Regions from separate parts of the Athene noctua genome. Here region 1 is linked to region 2. A link is a contact called in public Hi-C data. All regions are on one chromosome and are shown on one strand. The core of a region is the stretch at or near the end of the contact, and the rest is flanking DNA. Distances in the headings are between cores, read along the strand shown. Region 1 holds the start of XPR1 (xenotropic and polytropic retrovirus receptor 1). Region 2 holds the start of IER5 (immediate early response 5).

Region 1 (3,345 bases), core at 430-2,929, 150 kb before region 2:
AGCGCGAGCAAGAGTGCTCGCAAATCAGGGGTCCCTGGGCCTGCGACAGGACCCCAATAAATCACCCACAGCAAACAAGCTCTGCTCCTGCAGACGTCGGTAGGAGTGATGCTCCGGGCAGCTGCCTATGGCAGTGGGCAGGAACGGCGCTGCGCCGAGGGGCTGGCAGTTGGGATGCGGTTGGCCCTGGTGTGGGTACAGGAAAAAGCTGAAAACTACATCTGAAGTTTTGTGCTGGAGGTTGGGAGGCTTGAAGGAAAACCCAAATTAATCCCAAACACAGCAAATTCCCAAAATCTGGGAACTGGGGAGGGGCAAGATTAGGGTCACTGGGATACCCGGGGATAACAGAGGGCTGCAGCCCCTGGAGCTCCGCACGGCTCCATTTGGTCTCTCATGCTATAAGGCAGCGGGTACCCAACCCTTCAGTTCCCAGGAGTGTCTGTATTTTGGGGCACCCATGCCCCTGCGCAGGGGGGCTTGCTCTTACACCTGCCCTGGGTTTCCCAGCTCCCCCTTGCCCCGCAGCAGTATGCATGGCACCCTGCTGGTAAGCGTGACAAGCGGTGCAAGAGCAAAGGCATTTGTGATCAGGCAACTTTTGGAGAATTTTCCGTTTGTTTTTTTTCCTTTCTCTTTCCCACCTCCTTTTCCTTTGCGCTGTATTCTCTTTCTTTTCCTTCCCCCTGGCTTTTTGTGGCCTGTCAGCGTAATTTCCCTCCTCCATCAATTCTTACTCATCTTGCGTTTTCTCCTACTCTTCCCTCCCATCTCCATTCTCACTTTCTCTCTTTTCCCTGGCTCACATCTCCCCACCTCCTCACCTCTTCCCCCATGCACACTGCTCTCCCTGCCACACTTCTCCCCACCCCAATCCCATTCCATCCTCTCCCTATCCCCATTCCCATTCCCATCCCCATCCGCTGCCCATCAAATCCCACCCCATCCCATCCCATTCCCCTCCCTATCCCCATTCCCATCCCCATCCCATCCCACCCTATCCTATCCCCATCCCTGACCCATCCAATCCCATTTCCATCCCCATTCCCATCCCATTCCTACCCCCATCACATCCCCATTCCCATCCCCATCCCATCTCCTTCCCCATACCAATCCCATCCCATCTCCGTCCCTATTCCCATTCCCATCCCATCACCACTGCCATCCCCATCCTCTCCCCATCCCATTCCTATTCCCATTGCCATCCTATCCAATCGCATCCCCATCCTCATTCTATTCCCATCCCATTCTCATCCCATTCCCACTCCCATTCCCATTCCCATCCCCATCCCAGCCAGCACCAGAGTTCAGGAATCAAACTGGGGCTGTCCCAGAGCCGCCGTCGCTTATGCAGGGGCTGGGCGGCAGATCCTGAAGGACGAAGGCGGCACGTTTGGGCCCGGACAGACCCCCAGAAGGAGCTGAAAGAGTAAAAGGAGGCGGGGCGCCCCCCGCTGGGGGAGCCCCGCGGCCCTCGCGCCCCCCCGCGCTCCCGGCGGCAGGGGCGGGGCCGCCCGCCCTGAGCCCCGCCCCTGCCCGCCGGGCCCCGCCCCGCCCCGCGCGGCGGTGGGCGGCGGCGGCGGTTGCCGTGGCGATGGCGCCTTGCCGGCGGCCGGTTGGCTGTCGGGCCGGCTGACGGCTGGGAGGTGGCGGCGGGGCGGCGGGACGGGGAAGATGGCGGCGGCGGCGGAGGAGGCGGCGGCGGCGGCGGCGGGGCGGCGCTGAGGAGGCCCGAGGCGGGCTGAGGAGTGGCGGGGCTGGGCGGGCGGGGGCCCATGTGTGGTGGCGGCGGCCCCCCCCCGCCCCCCACTACCGGCGGCGGCGGCGGCCCCTTCGCAGCCAGGCGCCGCTGAGGCGGCTCCGCGGGCGCAGAGCGAGCGCGGCCCCGGCCCCGGCCCCGGCCCGGCGGCGGCAGGATGAAGTTCGCCGAGCACCTCGCGGCGCACATCACCCCCGAGTGGCGGAAGCAGTACATCCAGTATGAGGTAGGGCCGCGCCGCCGCCTCGGCCCGCTCACCCGGCGGGGCTGGGCGTGGGGTGAAGCCGGCCCTGGTCCCCCGTGTCCCCTCGGGCAGGACGGTCGGTGCTCGAGCGGCAGGGGTGTCCTGCGCCGCAAACCGGCCGCTGGCGGCGCGAAGAGGGCGGGGGGGCGGCGAGGCGGCTCCCCTGCCCGGCGGCGGTGTCTGGCGGCCGGCGGCTTCCCGCTTGTTTTCTCGGCGAGAGGACGGTGTGAAAGCGGTGTTCCTCCATGGCGGGGAGAGAGGGCACGGCTCTGGCCACCCCCCGAAGCTGGGGGACCGCTCGGAGTCAAAGCGCTGGGCGGCCGGTTAATTAATGAATTGTTGCCTGTAACCTTTCGGTGTGGGACAAAGGTCAGGAGAGATGGGGAGGCGGCGGGAGCGCAGCCGGGGGCTGTGCGGTGCCCAGCTCCCGGGCATCCCTGGGCCCGGCCCGGCCGCAGCCCCGCTGCCGGGAGCAGGCGTCTTTCAGCACCACCGCCAGTTCTCCGCACAGGCGGGCAGAGGAGGGGTGACTTTGAGAGGCGGCTCTCAGCCTCCGTCTGCGGCTCCCGAGGGCGAGCCCGGCGGGCGAGCTGCCTGGGCAGCACCCACCACCTTCTAGCCGGAGGCCGAGCCTTCACCCCCTGCAAGCGTGAAAGGCCACAGCCGCCTTTGGGAACGCTGACAGCTTACCGGAGTGACTCAACACAGGGCAGTGAACCCGGCATCGATTGCCTTTTTTTTTTTTTTTTTTTTTGAAATAAGGCTAGCGAGGCTTTGCATCTCGCTATTTCATACTTGATTTCAGGTGAACCTCTTGAATCTTGACATTTGTAAACACTGTTTGCACAAAGTTCTGCCGCATTAATCACGAAATACTTGCAGAATATAGCTTTTCAGTCTTGTGCCAGCTTTCAAAAGGTCTCACTGATTGCTTAGTTTCAGATTTATCATAGTGATGCTTGTCTTCAGTTTAACTAGATAAAGCTCAAGGTGGTTATTTGTAGTAAAACCGTTTCCTAGTTCAGCATTAGCTGTAGAAGTGGTTCTTGCCAGTGATGTCAGTCTTTTCCACAAGTATAATTAAACCTAAACAATGGAAAGCTGATTATAGGAGAGCCATGGTCAGCAAAACTTCTTGACTGATTGAGTCAGTCAAAACCATACAATATTTGTTACCATTTGAAGGCCTGTGTTTTCTCTCTAGCACTATAATAGCAATTTATTTCTAGTATCCCTGTTAACCTGTCTGCATTTGCAAGGAAAATCACATTTATCATAGCTGGTTTTGTTATAATGTTGAATTTGAAAAGTTTATATCTGCCTTTTTGACCATTCCTTTGTT
Region 2 (3,730 bases), core at 659-3,158:
TCTTCATCCACATCTGAGTCAGGAATGAGCTGAAATGTATCAAACCTGGCTTTATCCTTCTAACCCAGGTCATCTCTGCTGAGGACGCAGGTGCCTGGATCCTGCAAACAGCAGTTCCAGAACAACTCGCCTGGTGATGCACAGGCCTTTTTGCCTGGGCCCAACCAAAGGCTGTGCCACAGAGAGGGCACCACTGGTGAGCAGATGTGCTGGCTTTGGGCCAGCAGGCATGACTGCAGTCCCAAATATCCAAGCCCAGACCTGCCTGGGCTGGTTAGACTGACCTGAGGGCTTAGGCCAGGGTGTTGTCGGCCCTTCAAGGCATGGGGAGCAGGTTCAGCGGGTCTGGAAACCCTTGGTTCCCATCACCAGGGCTCACGTCCCTCCAGCCTCCCACGCCAGGCGTGGGGGGACAGCTCTGCTCTCTGCAGCCAGGAGAGGCTTGTCCTGTCATGGGTAGGGGGAAAGCTGAGACTGGCTGTTTTGGCCAGTGTTTTGGCTGTGCAGTTGAGTGTGCTCCAGTCTAGTTGTTCAAGACTGAGTGTGGCAGGTTTGTGCAAGAGGAGGTGGACATTTTGAGATGTCAACTCCCAGGTTGACATACTGTCATGTTCAATATCCAGAGAGAGGCATTTGAGGTTTTCCAGCTGCGTTCAAGCAGACGGAAAACATGTATTTGGTCCAAGTGTGGGGTTTCTTTGAGGGAAGGCTCTTGCTATGTCAACTGTGTCTTGATGTGGCTGAATCTTCACCTGTTTTTTGTTACCACTGTGACCAGCAGCCCCCTTGTCTTTACAGCCAGCCAGGATGTGGTGGCAGATCCTGCCAATAAAGCATCACGACAGTCTGCAGCTCTTGTTTTGGTGGACAAATCACTTGGAAAAAAAGAGATGGAAGCAAGTTGTCATGTGTCAGCTGGGAACGGAAACTGATACTCTGGGGCGGCATGTTGAACTTCCTTAATTTTGGGCCCTTTCACTTCTTCCCTCCTTGCAGACAGTGGTTGCTGCTCAGTGGAAGAAGAAGAGTCCACACTCCAAGCCCTGAAACACCCCCTGAACTTTCTCAGAGGCTTCCCAGGCGCCTGGAACTGTGTCTGGGGGGGTGAGTTGTCCCCTGCGGCCACCAGCCACCAGGCTGGCCCTGCCACCTGGTTGCACAGCTACAGCAGAGCGGATTCCCAAAGTGCTCCAGGCTGCTGCTGGCCCCATCACCCCTGGAGATACTGGTGGCCTGTTGTCCTCCCCCATCCTCTCTTGTAGCCCTTCCTGCCCGTGTTGTGGATCTTCCTCTTCTGTCCTGGGCTTTCTGTGAGCTTCACTGCAGGACCCCTGTCTTTCTGTTCGACATGGGGGCAGATTTTCCTTGAAATACTAAAAGGTGTACCTCCCCTTCTAGCCAAGACCAACATCATTTCCTTCTCTTACAGGACAGGATGTCAGAGACCGGTGCTGAAATTTGGGGAAACGTTTCTAACCTGCACAAAACAGGGGATGCTCTTGGTTTGGGTTTGGTTGTTTTCTTTTTTCACCAGGGGTTGCTCTTGATTTGGGTTGTTTGGGGTTGTTTTTCACCCCCCTGAAATGTTTCAGTCGTTTCGGCCAAAATTTCCACTGCTGCCTGTCGGTCTGATCAAGCCAATGTGGGGTGCAGTGAAGCTAGGGTGCCGCAGAACGAGGGGTGCCCCCGGGAGGGCCCCACCACGATCCGGGCTCTGGCGTTGCCGCTTTAAGAGCCCTCTCCGCGGGGCGAGCTTTCGAACCCGCTTCTCTGCCTCGCCATTGGCCGGCGCGGGCGCGCGAGGGCCAGCCGGCGGTTGGAGCGGCCGGCGGGGCGCCCTGATTGGCCGGGGCGGGTGCGCTATAAAATGCGGCCGGGCGCGTGGGCTCCCCTCAGTCGGCCGCGCGAAGGAGCGGCGAGGCGCGCAGGGCGCGGGCGGAAGGCGCGGCACGCCCCCCTCCCCCCCCCTTGCGGCCCCGCTCCTCACGGCCCTGCGTCCCCCTCGCCGCCGTCCCCCATGGAGTTCAAGCTGGAGGCGCACCGCATCGTCAGCATCTCGCTGGGCAAGATCTACAGCGCTCGGGGCCAGCGCGGCGGCCTCAAGCTCCACAAGAACCTCCTGGTGTCGCTGGTGCTGCGCAGCGCCCGGCAGGTCTACCTGAGCGAGCCGGGCTGCCCGCCCGAGCCGCCCCCCGCCGCCTGCGGGCCCCCCGAGGAGGAGCCGCCGCCTTGCGCCGCCACCTGGGCGGCCGGCGACCCGCCGCCCCCGCAGGCCGAGGCGGCAAGGGGCGGCCCGCGGCTGCCCGGCGCGGACTGCGAGGGTCCCCGGCCGCGGCGCTGTTCCTGCGGCTGCAGCTGCTGCTGTTGCGCGGCGGCGGGCGGGGAGGCGAACCGCCCGGACTGCGCCCCCGCCGTCGCGGGGACCGCGACGCCCCCGCCGCCCCACGGCCCTCGGAAGCGGAGCGCCGGTGAGCGGGGCCAGGCGGGTTCCCCGGTGAAGAAGCCCCGCCGCGAGGTGGAGGAGCCGCCGCCCGCGTCGCCGGGCGAGCAGGAGGACATGGAGACCGGCAACGTGGCCAGCCTCATCAGCATCTTCGGCTCCAGCTTCTCGGGACTGCTCACCAAGGAGCCCAAGGGCCGGCGACCGCCGCCCCTTGAGAACGACGGGCTGGCGGCGGCGACGCCCGCCGAGGCGGCGGCCGAGCCGGGACAGATCTGTTGCGACGAGCCGGTGCTGCGGACCCTCAACCCCTGGAGCACGGCCATCGTGGCCTTCTGACGCGCCGACCGCGGAGACTCGCCCTTCGCCGAGGGGAGGGGGGGGCCCGGCGGACAGACGGGCGGCCGGACCGAGAGGTGACCCACCACCCCCTAGCTCCTCCCGCACCCCCGGCCCGGCGGAGGAAGGGCGGGCGCGGGCAGCGCCGCGGGGCTCCGGCGAGTCCCGGCGCCCTGCCCCCCCCGTACGGGAAGGACCGCGGGGCAGCGGCAGCACTTCCCCCTTCCCCGCCCGCCAGCGGCGCCGCGGGTCCCGTCTGCCGGCACCCGCCCAGGGAGCGCCCCCGGCCCGGCCCTCCCGGAATTCCCCTGCCCGGCCGGGCCGCCGCCCGGGGGAAGCTCCCCAGCTGCCGTCGACAGCAGGGGCCCTCCCACCGGGTGATATTTTAAGCTTGGAAAGTATTAAGTTTATTAAATAAAGTCTATTTTGGAAAGGTTTAGGTCAGAACTATTACATGGTGCTTTTTAAAAGTGTTTATGCAGAGAAACGAAGTTTACAGATGCTCTGACGGAAAGTCCTCGAGCCTTTTTGTTAGGCTTGGTAACTCCCGGTCTTTGTTGTATAAAGGCTTGGGGCTCCCGTAGGGATTTTTGTACAGTGTTTTCCTTCGGTGATGTATCTTGTTTTGTATAAAATGTAATTCTACGTGTACAACACGTATTAAATATTTTCAACTGTATGAGCCTAGTCCCTATTTGTGCCCCCTCTTGGCTCGGGGGGAGGAGGAGGAGGGCCGCGGGGAGCCGGGCAGGCAGCAGCCAGGGTGTGGTTGCTGCATGTCTGTGGCTGGATCCACCCTGCCTCGCCAGAGGCTGTGGGGTGGGTTGGAGTCCAGCTTCTCTGGGAGCTGGGGAAGAATAGGAACTTGTGTCGGGGCCACTGGAGCCCTTGCCAGGCCCTTCCAGGTGCTGCTGCTGCTCGGCCGGCTGCAGGCTCCTCCCGGGCCCGGAG

Evidence for each region. A called contact is a pair of places that touch in the nucleus more often than the background predicts.
Region 1: a contact with region 2 is called in a Hi-C map of liver, with 5 times the contacts expected there. The contact joins the promoter of XPR1 here to the promoter of IER5 in region 2. A contact is called at or near these places in 2 of 2 Hi-C or Micro-C datasets (heart and liver).

The regions. Positions count from the first base shown.
Region 1 is chr5:31,191,159-31,194,503 of bAthNoc1.hap1.1, reverse strand. It overlaps XPR1 (xenotropic and polytropic retrovirus receptor 1), which reads left to right and starts at 1,679. Exons shown (of 14, transcript XM_074906935.1): 1 at 1,679-1,985. The coding sequence starts at 1,917.
Region 2 is chr5:31,041,693-31,045,422 of bAthNoc1.hap1.1, reverse strand. It overlaps IER5 (immediate early response 5), which reads left to right and starts at 1,908. Exons shown (of 1, transcript XM_074908276.1): 1 at 1,908-3,458. The coding sequence starts at 2,018. The coding sequence ends at 2,779.